Linked DNA regions of Mus musculus: region 1 is linked to region 2. A link is a contact called in public promoter capture Hi-C data. All regions are on one chromosome and are shown on one strand. The core of a region is the stretch at or near the end of the contact, and the rest is flanking DNA. Distances in the headings are between cores, read along the strand shown.

Region 1 (6,373 bases), core at 2,962-5,461, 2.4 Mb after region 2:
CTCCACCCTGCACGCTCACCGTCACACGCTCACCGCCACACGCTCACCGCCACACGCTCACCGCCACACGCTCACCGTCACACGCTCACCGCCACTCTTGCTGTGCTGCACGACTGCGATGTTCAAAGATATGTAAGTTGTCTGGGTAGAGGTCCCTCAACACAGCTCTTTGTTCCTCTGGTTTCAAATGATGATGCCACTCAGGTGATGTGATTAATCAATTTTGTTTAGAGTCAGGTATGATATTAACACCACTCTCCCACTCTCATGACGCAGGCACAGGGCATGTATGAGCCATGGCAGACAGAAGTAGCTATGCTACTGTTTAGGACACACAGAGATTCACATGTGTGAGAAATGATGAGTATATCATTTATTGTACAATGCTTTACATTTTTATTCCACTTTAATCTATCTACTTAGCTCTTTGCTTCTTGACGGTGCAGGACTGTGACCAGCGACTTCAAGCCCCTGCTGCAGTGACGTCCCCAGGAGATGTACTAACCTTAAACTGTGAGTCACAATAAACCCATTCTTCCCTGCATTGCCATTATCAGGGCATTTTTGTTACAGCAACAAGACAAGTAACCAAGACAGATTCTGAAAGAAACCTAAGCAACCCAAATAAATCCGAAGCGGACTGACACCGTGACAGAAAGCCACCTCTGAGACAAGTGAACATGTAAGGCAAACAGGGGCATACTATGCAACACTCTCATTAAAAGGCAGGACACAAGCCACATCCTAATAGCACTTTACTTGCCTCTATATGCATGCACCGCCCCCTCAGCTTCTATTGATCCTAGGCAGGGTGACTGAGAGACAGGTATAGCATGAAGACTCATTGTGCCAAGTCTGAGCTATGTACTACTCAATTTAAGCAGTGACTTTTGACCAGCAAGAAGGCAGTGTAGGTTGAGATGGACAATGTCCTTAGTGGTAGTCTCAAGAAAGTATCTGCAGGTGACATCACAACTATAAGGGACTTTCCTCGAGCTATTTATCTGCTCCAAACTTGTCACTGTATAGATGTTCTCAGGGCACCAAATTTAAACAACCTGTATAAAGTACACAGCCAGAGACAGAATTAGATACCAGATACTCCAGTATCTACTCTGTGACTCATATTTTATCTGCTCGTTTGGGGAAAAGAACCAGGTAAGTGTGGATGCATTATGAGATATCATGTAAGTTTACTTAAAAGTTCTAAGAGAACAAAACAATACCTTGGGACAACGACTACAACCTTTGGCCTAATGGATAAGCTCTGCACATCCCAATAATTGTACACGAGTAGAATGTTCCCCATAGTTAACTCACTTGAACTCATTGACAACAAATAATGCCTCGAATTAATTTTTTTAAACAAATGCCTTGTACGAGAGAACTTGCCAAATATAAATATAGGCCGATAATTCTTTTACTAACACCTAAGAGTTGGAGACTTAAAAGGTTATTATAGTGGGGCCTGGTAGAACAGTAACTAAAATCTCACTCGAGAGACTGAGGCATGAATACACCAATTCTAGGTTGACTTGGCCTACACAGTGAGTTCAAGGCCAGCCAAGGAAACTTTGTAAAACAGTTTCTCAAATTAAAAAAAAAAAAAAAAAAAAAAAAAAAGATCTGGGGAAATGGTACAGTACTTGCCCAGCACGGGTGTGATGTCCGGATTCATTTCCCAGTACTGGCAAAACAAAGAGGAGGGAAGTTATAAACTCAACCATTATAGAAAACCCCTTATGCCAGCGGCCAACAGCAGCACACAGCAATCAAACCTATTAATGTTGTTTCAATGAAATACACAGGAGAAAGCTCACGTATCTCATTGGTTTGCACCAGTTTTTACTACCAAAGAGCTTTTGGTTTTTCCAGCTTTCTGAAGATAAGATTTAGTAAAGGGATTATAGACTGTACTCTGGAAAGTCAGGCTGCCCGGGTACATGGTGCACAGGTGAAGGACAGAGGTGGATGCTAACGGTCTTCCTTTCTCTCGGCTTACTTTTTGAGACAGGGTCTCTAACTGAATCTGGGGCTCACAGATTCAGCCAGGCTGAGTGGCTAGTGAGCCCCTGGGATCCACAGATCTGCACCTCCCCCAGCCTGGGATAACAGATGCATACAGTTGGGCCAAGCTTTATCAAAGTGCTGGGGCTTCCAGTTCAGGCCCTCATTACTGCAGGGAGAATAACTTACTGATGGAAGTCGTTTCTGCAGTCCAGTAAATTGTCAATGAGACCAGAATACACAACCACCGCAGGGTTTGATTTTAGGACAAGTCTCAACTCTAAGCACTCATTTGTTATATAGCCCAAGCTGGCTTCCACCCAAGGTCCTCCTGAGTGCTGGGCTTACAGAGGTGTCCACCATACCTGGCTTAGAGGTAGCATTTATATCCCAGGTTGGTGCTAAAGGTTTGTTTTCAGTTAAGGAATACAACAGAAAAAAAGAACAAGAGCTCACAAAATGATCTGCAGAGCACTGTATTCCTATTGCAGCTTAATTAATTATTAGTTAAATAAAAGCTTCCATTTATTGAATATGAATTTCTAAGTGGAAATAGATAAACCTACTTTAGTTTACTGAGGTTAACTATACTCTCTATGGGACCAATGTATATAAAAACAGGCACTCTGCATACTGTGGAAAGAATACACAGAAGTACATGGTATCTTCTCAGCTGGGGACTATTATTAACCTGAAGTAAATTGGGAATTTTCTCCCCCCCCCTCCCCGACCCGCCATATTCCATCTTCATTTTGTTTGTCACTATTAAGTTTTTCTGGCCAAAAATTTTGTTTTAATAAATTTTTCATTAAAGACAGCAATAATCCATTTTTATTTTTATTCTAGTTGTTTGTGGATGTTGCTTTACACCTCAAAAGTCGGGTTACATTTTAACTGAACCAACTAGATCATTCAATTTATGAGCTGACATTCAGCAAGTGTTTATTGGGAGGGGAAGTGTACTCCACTCTAAAAATGGAAATAGCATGTTGAATAAGAAAACAATCCTATTAATCTTGGCTACTCTCTCAGGAAGAAATACTTTCTCAAAAACCTCATAATCCATACAAAAAGAAATCTTACTTGTTTGATCTTACAACAAATATACCAGTACAGTATGTAGTGTAAATGCAAAGATAAATAAAATTAAAAAAAAGCAAAACCTAACCAGTCTATTTTCGTCATGAGAGAGGAGAAAAAAAACCCTAACAAAGTCTCTGTTGGAACGCTCAGCGATTTCCATTCCTAAGTACCACAAACTGAAATTCTTTTATTGAATAATTTCTTCCTACAGCGGACTTGTTTCCCCCATTGCACGCTACCAAAATTATCAGTATTCTGCCAGAACATGGTCGTTTAAGACCACTAATGAAACCCTACAGGACCGCAATCCAAAATGCCAGTCATGATTCCTGTAAGGTCCAGAAAAAATCCCAAATTGTAGTCCCAGGCCACGGAAACAGTCTATGCAAAGGACTCCAAGAATAGGATGTCCTCATGGACGCGATCAGTCATGACCTCCCTGACACCACATGACCTTTCTACGAAGGCAGTTCTTAAAACTTAGCAACTGAGCTCTCCCCTCTCTGAAGTTCAAGGAGGCAGGGCGGCTGCTGAGATGCGCGGGTCGGCTGCTCAGTGCCACCCCGGGTCAAGTGCTCGTCTTTCGCTACCCCCCTTACCGTGAGCAGATCAGAGAGGGAAGAAAGAAAAAGTGGCCTCCAAGGATGGGTTTGGGGAAGAAGGGAGGGGCAGCTCCGTGTGTGGTAACCGTTTGTGAACACGTAGGGTGGTGGCGCGCGGGCCGAAAAGAACCAACTATGGGAGCCCGTCGTGGCGTCCGCCATGACGGCCCGCCAGGGAGGCCCATCACTGCGCCTGCGCGCCAGGCAGGCAGCCGCCCAGCGACCTCTCCTTCCTCTGCCGCGTAATCCCTCCGCTGAAGGCCGCGCACTAATTTTAATCACGCCCCGCCCCCTAGCCTCTGGCGTCACCTCCGCCACTCCAGCGCTTTCCAGCAGCTTCCAGAACCAAGCCTGCCCCACCCCCTCCAGCTCCCTCCCCCTCCCCCTCCCCCGTCCTCCCGACTCACACTTTGCAGGCTCTGTAGCGAGGGGCCCCGCCCTGTCGCCGCAGTTCCCACTGCGCCTGCGCCTGCTGGGCGGGCAAGCCACGCCTCTGCGGAGCCCTGCCGGAAGTGCTCTGGTCTTCCCCTTCCCCGGCCCTGCCCGCGTGCTCTCAAGCAGGGCTGCCTGCCGCAGGAAAGTGTTTGTGGGGTAGCTCTTGGGCGGCGGACTCGCAGGCGGAAGTTGCTTTCCTGGCGGAGAGGGCTGTGGGGGAGGAGCCGTCCGAGGGAACGTGGGTTGAACGTTACGGTTAGATGGTGGGGACCTCAAGCTGGAAGAGGAGTTCGGGTCCACTGTATGCGAAGAAGGAGCGTACTTCGGGAGGGTAAGGAAGACAGTAGTTCCCTCGGGAAGTAGAAATTGGGACGGCTGGAGTGCCCGGGGTGGGTCGTTGGCGCGCTGAAAAGATGGGGTAGGAACGAGGTTGTGGTGGGCAAGGTGGAGGATGGAGGTGCAGGCTGGGTCTTCAGGTTCCGGTTAGGCTCAAAGAGGTAAACGCTGAAGAGAAACCAGAGTTTGTGCCCGCCCCACGAAGAGCGTGGAGATGGGCTGGGTAACGGAACGCCGCGCCTCTTGGACTTCCTTGGTAGGCTTTTGAAGCTCAGTTCGCGTGGACCCATCCGTCTCAAATTCGGGAAGCTGGACTGGGTACCAAGCAGTATTGGGCTCTGTAAAGCCTATCCCTTCGCTGGGGCTTAAGTCTGCTGGCCTTGAAAATTCATATGCAGAGCCGAGAGATAAAGCTCCGAAGGGTTCCAGGCCCTTTGAATACCTGTAATAGTTTCTACACATGCAGTGAATTAAATTTAAATCCCTCTCGTGATTGGCTGCTAAATGGATCTATTCTGGGCTGATATCTCCCATTAAGGTCTCCGGAATGCGACTTACCTACGTTGAAGGTGGGGGCTCGGTGGTGGGCGTAGGTAAGAGGAAAAGTGCCGGAGATGAACACTGGAAAACCTTGGTTGTTCTCCTTGAAATAAGCTCATGTCATAATCTTTAGGATGTACTGAGCTGTTTGGGCGGACTTCCTACAATCAGATTGGATTAAATAGGTGGTTTGAAGCGGAGCTGTCATTTTGACAGTGATATGAATGGAAAGAGAGACAAGTTCGAAACATTTCCAAAGCCTCGTTCACGAGTTTAGATGGCGCCTACTGTGCAAACATGGGAGATGAGAGTGAGTAGACGGCACAAACTTTCTAGTCTGTATTTGGAAACCCAAAAGATGCCAAAATTTAGATACTGTACAGGGAGGAGCTAGCAGTTACACTTGGAGAAAAGATAATGAAGGTAATTTATTCCTAGACAAATTGAAATTTGAGACCCACCCCGGGGTTTTGTGTATAATACAGTGCTTGAAAAACCCCAAGAGTCTACTTCTGGTATTTTAAAACTTGAATATTCTTTGGGGAGGGGGAATTTCTTAATATTGTTTAGTGTTTCTACTACCATCTTAATGGGTCTCCTCCCTCCTTCTCTCCTTCCCTCCCTCTCCTTTCCTTCCTTCCATAGACAGGGTCTCACTATATAAACCTTCCTGGCTTGGAATTCACTGTGTGAAACAGGCTGGCTTGAAACTCACAGAAATCTGCAGTAGTTCTATTGAGAGAGATCTGTGCAATGGAATTAAAAGGCTTAAAGGCGTGCATCAACCACCATGCTCGAATATGCCTTGACTTCTTTATTGACAGGAAAGCAGACTTGAAGGTTTCTCATTTTTACCTCCATATTGAGAAAGAACCTTATTCCACACAGTTACCTAGACCCTCAGGCAGATAAAAAGTTTTCTCAACACCCTTTTTAGGAGTCTGCAGGTTTCTCTTCTGAGAATGAATGCAGAATGACAGAAGCAACACATCTCTTTCCCTCAGAGCAAAGTAGACCAGATGGTAACTGTAACTTAGGTGTTAGTATCTTGTCAGCGCAACTTCATTTTGTTCTTAGAACAAATCCAGGTGTGTAGCCTAGGCTTTTACCACTTAAGCACATTGACTTTCCTGTGCCCTGTAATTCTCTAGGTTATAAGTAGAACCAGCTAACAGTTGTGATTACTTTTCCAGCTTCTGGAAATTGAGATTCACTAATACTGACCTCTCTTTGTGTGTCTGTCTCTCTCTCTGACTCTCTGTCTCTCTCAGCCCAGGTAGACTTTGAGTTCCTTTGTAGCTGAGGCTGGCCTTAACTTGTACCTGCGTCCTCCTCCTGAGTGGGCACAGATGTCTTTCAAACTGTGTGTA
Region 2 (6,657 bases), core at 1,562-4,061:
AAAACTGCAGCAAAGGTGGAAATCAAGCAAACAAACAACCCCCCCACCATGAACTACTGAAAGGTAAGGGGGACCATAGACAGCACAGTACTCCCGAGATCACAAAAGTCCTGTGCAACTGTCTAAGGCAGGGTGTTGTTCAGGTCACGTGACCTGCTGAAGAGAGTTACTCGCTGGACAGTTCACATTCCAAGCAAAACAGAACCTACAAGCAGGCTGTTTCTCATTTTCACTTTCAATTCATTCTCAGAAGATGGACAGCAAGCTCCCTTACACTCAAAACTGCAAATCACTCTGATGCTCAGAACCTACTCCGGGAGGGTAGTAGGATTTATTCAAGTAAGAACACAGACACGCCCAATCTTAATAGCACCTTTCTAACAGTCTCACTCTGGCCAGGCATGGATGCCTATGCATTTGCCAAAAAGCATACACACACCATGTGCAATTACCGGACCCGGGCAGAAGCCCTAAGGAGAGTGAGCTTGGGAGTGGACATCAGCCTCTCTCTGGATAGAGAACCCTGGCAGGGCTCTGTCCTCTGCTGCTCTTTTCTGGGGTTGTTTTGTGGATGTTAGGTTTTTTGGGGGGTTGGGGGAAGTGGGGGGGGGTGTTTGTTTGGTTTGGAAACAGGGTTTCTCTGGCTGTCCTGGAACTCACTTTGTAGACCAGGCTGGCTTCAAACTCAGAGATCTGCTTGTCTCTGCCTTGAGAGTGCCACAACCCACCACGCCCTTTGTTGCTCTTATTTGATTGTGCTACATTATTACATACATGAGTATTGTCTCCCTCAAGTAGTAGTAAACACAAGAAAGTGGGCATTATCTTTGGTTAGGGAGGGTCAGTTCTTTTGACAGGAGGTCTTAGCTACACTTGCCTGGAAAGTGTGATCTTTCTACACCCAAAGTCCTGGGCTAGAAGCATGCCATAAAAAGCCCTGCTGTGGCAACTGTCTGGATCACTGCTGTAGCCCCAGTTCCAGTCAGCTGGTGCTAGATGGATACTTGACTAAACTGAGTGAATGAACAGACTACAGGAATCACACCACTCCTGAAACCTTCGACTTTGTCAATGAACCATGACCCCAAAATACACGGAGCTCAGCAATCTGGCAAAATTATCACTATGAAAGATTCGATTATCCCATGTGGCATGTCTAATTAGCACAACCAATCCCAGTAACTGTAAACACAGCCCCCTTCTCAACCCCAGGAAAGAAGAATTACCCACGTGGGAAAATGGAGCCTTCAGTGATTCCATAATCTTCCGACTTTTTTGATGCTGTGGATTTTAAGTCCACTTATTCCACCCCTTTTTTTAATACTGTTCCACAGAAAGTAGCACAGAGTCCACTTTTCCTACCTGATTCTCCACTCCTTACACACACACACACACACACTCACACACAACCACAGATCACTTGCAGGTGGAAGATGGTTTGGAGAATCTCCTAGATACAACCCAGAACACAAAAACGGAGATGAAGCAGGTGCAGGTCTTTGGTAAATAACTCCAGACCCACACTGCAAAGAGTAACTTTTTTCATTGATTCATAAATCACAATCTCTACGGCGAAGTTCATAAAGGAGGTAATGGATTTGCTTTATCACGTGGGAAGCCGTGGTGCTTCTGGCAATGCACAAAAACACGTTTGGAACCCACCCGCGCGCGTTTCGTTTTTTTCGGGGGAATCTGTGTACTTCAACCCCACACAGCGGTGTCTGCTCTATTAAAATAAACAAATGACAGGAAAGCGAATGCAGCTTTTCAAGATTAACACAGATTCCCAGAGACAAGGCTGCCATCTGGACGGACACAGGTTGGAAGCCGCAAGAGTTCCTATCGCTTCAGAGAGTTGAAAATAAGAAAACATTTCAACAGCACTCTTAAAAGTTTCCACCTTCACACGCCCCCTTCCCGAGCCAGGGCCTGGGGCTCCACCTAACCCGAGGAGGAACTCCGCCAGGACTTCCGTCTTCCAGTAGGATCGAGACCCTTCCTTCCTGCCGCAGACCCCCGCCCTGCCCCGCGCAGGGCCCCAAGGAAATGCCGCGTCCCTTCCCCTGGCACAATCCCCTCGCTTCCCGGTACCAGTCCCCAGTTTAAAGTCCCGGCTCCAGCCTCCAACCTCAGTCCACACCTCGAGTCCCCAAGTCCCCAACCCCAGTCTGCAGCCCTTACCCCCAACCCCGTCCCTGAGCCCCCAGGCCCTAGTCCCCAGCCACAGTCCCCGAGTCCCCGGTGCCCAGACCCAGAGCTCCCCGTCCTCAACTGCGACCCCGTGGTCAGGACCCAACCCCGAGCCCCGGTCGGTCCTATCCCCAGTGTCCCGGCCCCGCCTGCCGTGTCCAGCACGCCTTCCCCGCGGCCACTCGGCCCCGCGCCCGGTCCGCCCGCACACGACCAGGCCCGCGGGCGGCGCCTCGAAGGCGGGGACCGGCCCCCCGGGCCGCGCTGCCGCCGCACCTACCATGGTACAGATGGAGGCGAATTTGGAGACTGTCATTAGGATTTCCATCCGCCCGGCGCCATCTTCCAGACAGTCGCGGCGGGCGGGGGACGCGGGGAGCCGGGCCGCCCGCTCGCTCCGCAGCCCGCGGCCGCACCCGGAGCCGCCGCCGACCCACGCTTCTAGCCTGCTGGGCCGCCGCTGCCGTCGTCGCCGCGGGCGCTCAGGCTTCCTCCGGCCCAGCCCCCGCCCGCCGGCCGCCCGCCCGCCCCCGGCTCCGCCCCGGCGCACGGCGCAGCCGCCGCCTCAGGGCCCGCGCCTGCCCGGGAAGCCGCTCACAGCACACCCCGCCCAGCGCGCTGGGGAGAGAGCTCCGCGCAGGCCCTACCGCCCCGACGACCGGGCAGCGTCCTTCCGCCCCGCCCGCCTCCGGCGCCGCCACGCCCACCGCAGCTGTGCCACGCCCATGGTGCCCCGCCCTCCCACGGGGGGGGGGCGAGCTTGGGGAGGACGGCTCCACCCAGTGCGCGTTGGGGCGGGGCGAGACCCGTGCCGCGTTCCTCCTGCAGATGGGTCCTAGCGCCGACGTGAAGCACCTACCTTAGCTTGCAAGAGCGGGTCTTTAGGGGATCGAGCCTTTGCTCTGCGGCGTCTGTGACATCAAGCAGCCTTTAGAGCGACTGACAGTCAGTTGAAACAGAAGACGGAGACCATATCTGGGAAACTGGATGGGTTGGAAGGCAACCCCGCCAGAGTCCCAAGCACTTGGATGTTTTTCTGGGGTGAATCATCTGGGCCTAATTCCCTAAGAAAAGGCTAATTAGATAAAAAGACAAGATTTAACTCTATGAATTAGCAGTAGTGGGGGAGAAGAGGAAGGGGAGCCAATCCTGAAAAACAGTGGGATACCAACTTGGAATTTGTAACAGGGTGGTATGTCCCAAGTAAGAAGCCGAAGCCAATGTGTGAGGAGCACATAGACCGTGTTAGCTAGTGGATGAACGCTTCCTATTTTCTACCGGCAGAAAATTCATAAAACTTCATAAATTACTACTTTAAAAAGCCTGTGATTTGTTTTGATTGGTGATCTGAGGGTAGGACCTTTTCTGCCTTCCACCCAACTCCCCACCACACCGGGTCTGTGGAACTTGGGGCCTAAATTCCGACGAAAGCTCTAAAATCTGATAAGCCTCACTTCATAGTCCAAAGCATTCAAAAGACCGAGAATTTGAACAAAATTTAGTCGAGAAACAGATTTCTGGTACATGAATACTGTTTCCATAGCAATTCCATTGTAAGCGTTGGGGGAGGGGAACACCCACTGAATACAGCTAAGTATTCTGGCAGCTGCTTATTCTCCAGGTATCTACCTTCGTAGTGGCTAGGCCTCCCGCTTTTCTGTAGATACCACGGCAGGGGCTTGGACTCTGGTTTACACCAGTTCAGATCTATGCAATGTTTGTCGCGTTGCTCGCCACTCTAGACTCCACAAGCATAGAGCATGGTCGTACAACATCTATATTTTAAAGGTAAGGATGGGAGCTGGACATATGGCTTAGTTGGCGAAGTGTTTGTGTAGGTGTTCTGAGGTTTCATATCCTCAGCTGAAGTGCTAATCCTACTATGGTAAGGTCATCCTCAGCTATTTAATGAGTTCAAGACCAGCCTGGATCACTTGAGTCCTTGTCCCCAAAAAAATAAATGAATGAAAAGCCAGTCACAGGGAATTGTGACATGCACCTACAATCCCAGCATAGGAAACAGAGAAAGGTGAGTCTCTGTGAGTTCAAGGGCAGCCTGGACTAAATAGCAAATCTACAGATCAGCCAGATCTATGCAGGGAGACCTGGCCTCAAAAATAAATAAAAGAGAATAAACAGCACATGTATGAAATTGTCAAAAAGAAATTAGCAAAAGCCAATGAGTAATTAATTAAAATGTTGAGCAAATAAAACCCTCCAGCTGTCAGTGTGCCGCCTCAGAATTCCTGTCATAGGCTAGGTAGTCTGCTGGATAAGGTTTCATTTTTAAGCTTTATTATTTTTACTTTATGTGTATGGGTGTTTTGCTTGCTCACATGCGTACAGTGTCCGCGGAGGCCAGAAGAAGGCATCAGATCCTCCTGGAACTGGAGTTGTAGAAGGTTGTGAGACCAGATGGATGCTGGGAACCCTTTGAATGCTCTAAGCGTAAACCTTCCAATAACCCCAGAGATCCATCATGCCAGGCTTGTTTTCTAATTGAAGAAGTATAGCATTCATCATTGCACCCCTAGTGAGTGCAGGGCCTGGGTCTATACACACACAGCACAGGCTCTGTCCCTGAAATCTGACGTCTCTCCCTACCTCTCCCAATGAGTCAACCTCTTTGGTTGCATTAATAATGTGGTCTAGCTGTTCAGATAGTAGATGTCAATCAAAATAGCCATAGTTCTAACTCAAGTCTATGTTGGAAATTGTCTTAGGGTTTCCATTGCTCTGAAGAGACACCATGACCAAGGCAACATTCTTATAAAGGACAACATTTAATTGGGCCTGGCTTATACTTTCAGAGGTTCAGTCCATTGTCATCATGATAAAAAGCATGGCAGCATGCAAGCAGACATGGTGCTGGAGAAGGAGCTGAGAGTTCTATATCTTCATCTGAAGACAGCCTGGAGGGAAATCTCCACACTGGGTGGAGCTTGAGCACTAGGAGACCTCAAAACCCGCCTACACAGGGCCACACCACCTCCAAGAAGGCCACACCTCCTCATAGTGCCACTTACCATAGGCCAAGCATATTCAACTCGCCACAGGAATGGAACCCAGGACCTAATTTAGGCTTAGACAAGTGTTAAACCACTGAGTTACACTCCCAGTGCAATGGCTTTTCAAAGCTCACTCACTACTAATCCAGCAAATAAAGTTGAGCATCTGTACAATAAACGTAGGTCTTATATAGGCTGCTCCAGATAAAGTGTAGTCCATAGGTCTAAATACTTGTATGTATTTATTTCACCCTGTCACTGTCTTCAGACACACCAGAAGAGAGCATCTGATCCCATTACAGATGGTTATGAGCCACCATGTGGTTGCTGGGAATTGAATGCAAGACCTCTAGTAGAGCAGTCAGTGTTCTTAACCATTGAGCCATCTCTGCAGCTCCCATGTTGGTATTTAAACACAGATTTAAAGAGGGGGTTAGAAGGGTAAGATGTAGTTCAGGGGAAGAGCATATATTTAGCAAGAGGTCTTGGGTTCAGTCTCCAGCATCAACAAAATAAAACAACCACAACTTAACTAAAAGAAGAGGCTTATCAGCCTCTACTTAAAACTGAAACAATGGTTTCATTCATTCGGATAGATAGATAGATAGATAGATAGATAGATAGATAGATAGATAACACCATCAAGTTTCTGTCACAGATTGCAAGGGGAAGGCTACTTGTCCTGGTACTCAGCAGGGATTGCCTCCTCGTCCCTGCTGGTTCTTCCCTGAACCCAGAAACACCCCACCATACATATGCCTCACCCCACACCTCACACCCCACCCTATCCCCCACCTCCACTCCAGTCATGCGGAGCAGAATACAGAAGCAGCTGGCTGCAATGTGCTCTCCACGGGACAGCAGCTCTTTCACAACAACGGCGTCTAGACTACATTGTCTAGATTCTTTTCTGTTTGTGACACTACATCTTCTGCAGATGTTCCTGACGGCTGAGTCCACCACAGGGAGTGATGAAGACGTCAAAGGCAACAAGAGGGTGCGGGAGATGTGTGCCTTTACCTCTGGTTGGTCCCGCTGAGAGCTCTCTAGCTTCTGCCTGCCTGTTCTGTTCCATCCACAGCAATGAGCTGTTGCTGCTCGCCTGCAGGACGCCTAACCACATCCAGTTGACCCCCTTATCTCTGACCTCTGGAAACTTGTTTCCCTCTTCTCCAACCTGCCCCTCATCTTCCTCATACCCTCTGGGTAGCTCTCCATGGAGTCTGAAGACTTTACTGGCTCCAGAAAGGATGTCCTGGGCCAGTACCAACATCCTTGGTGACGCTGGTACTCCTCGTTGCTCCTCATCAGCCATAGTGGATAGCAACAAAGCCAGAAGTGAATCTCCCAGTGACTTCTGGGAGATACCACCTCTAAATGTGCTCTTGCATCTTCTTCCTTGAGGTCCTGCTGCTCCTGCTGTATACCCAACTAGGTCTCGCCTGTATGCTCCTGACCA

What was found. Capture Hi-C pulls out chosen DNA fragments and counts their contacts.
Region 1: a contact with region 2 is called in a promoter capture Hi-C map of adipose tissue, with 2.5 times the contacts expected there. The contact joins the promoter of Uspl1 here to the promoter of Usp12 in region 2. A contact is called at or near these places in 1 of 39 promoter capture datasets (pre-B cells) and 2 of 9 other capture datasets (adipose tissue and liver).

What each region holds. Positions count from the first base shown.
Region 1 is chr5:149,180,349-149,186,721 of GRCm38.p6, forward strand. It overlaps Uspl1 (ubiquitin specific peptidase like 1), which reads left to right and starts at 4,212. Exons shown (of 9, transcript NM_001115149.1): 1 at 4,212-4,458. Mm2pr (macrophage M2 polarization regulator) reads right to left here and starts at 1,688. Exons shown (of 3, transcript NR_015478.2): 1 at 1,647-1,688.
Region 2 is chr5:146,792,145-146,798,801 of GRCm38.p6, forward strand. It overlaps Usp12 (ubiquitin specific peptidase 12), which reads right to left and starts at 2,812. Exons shown (of 9, transcript NM_011669.3): 1 at 2,471-2,812. The coding sequence starts at 2,518. It overlaps 1700041I07Rik (a long non-coding RNA gene), which reads left to right and starts at 3,681. Exons shown (of 2, transcript XR_377208.4): 1 at 3,681-3,978.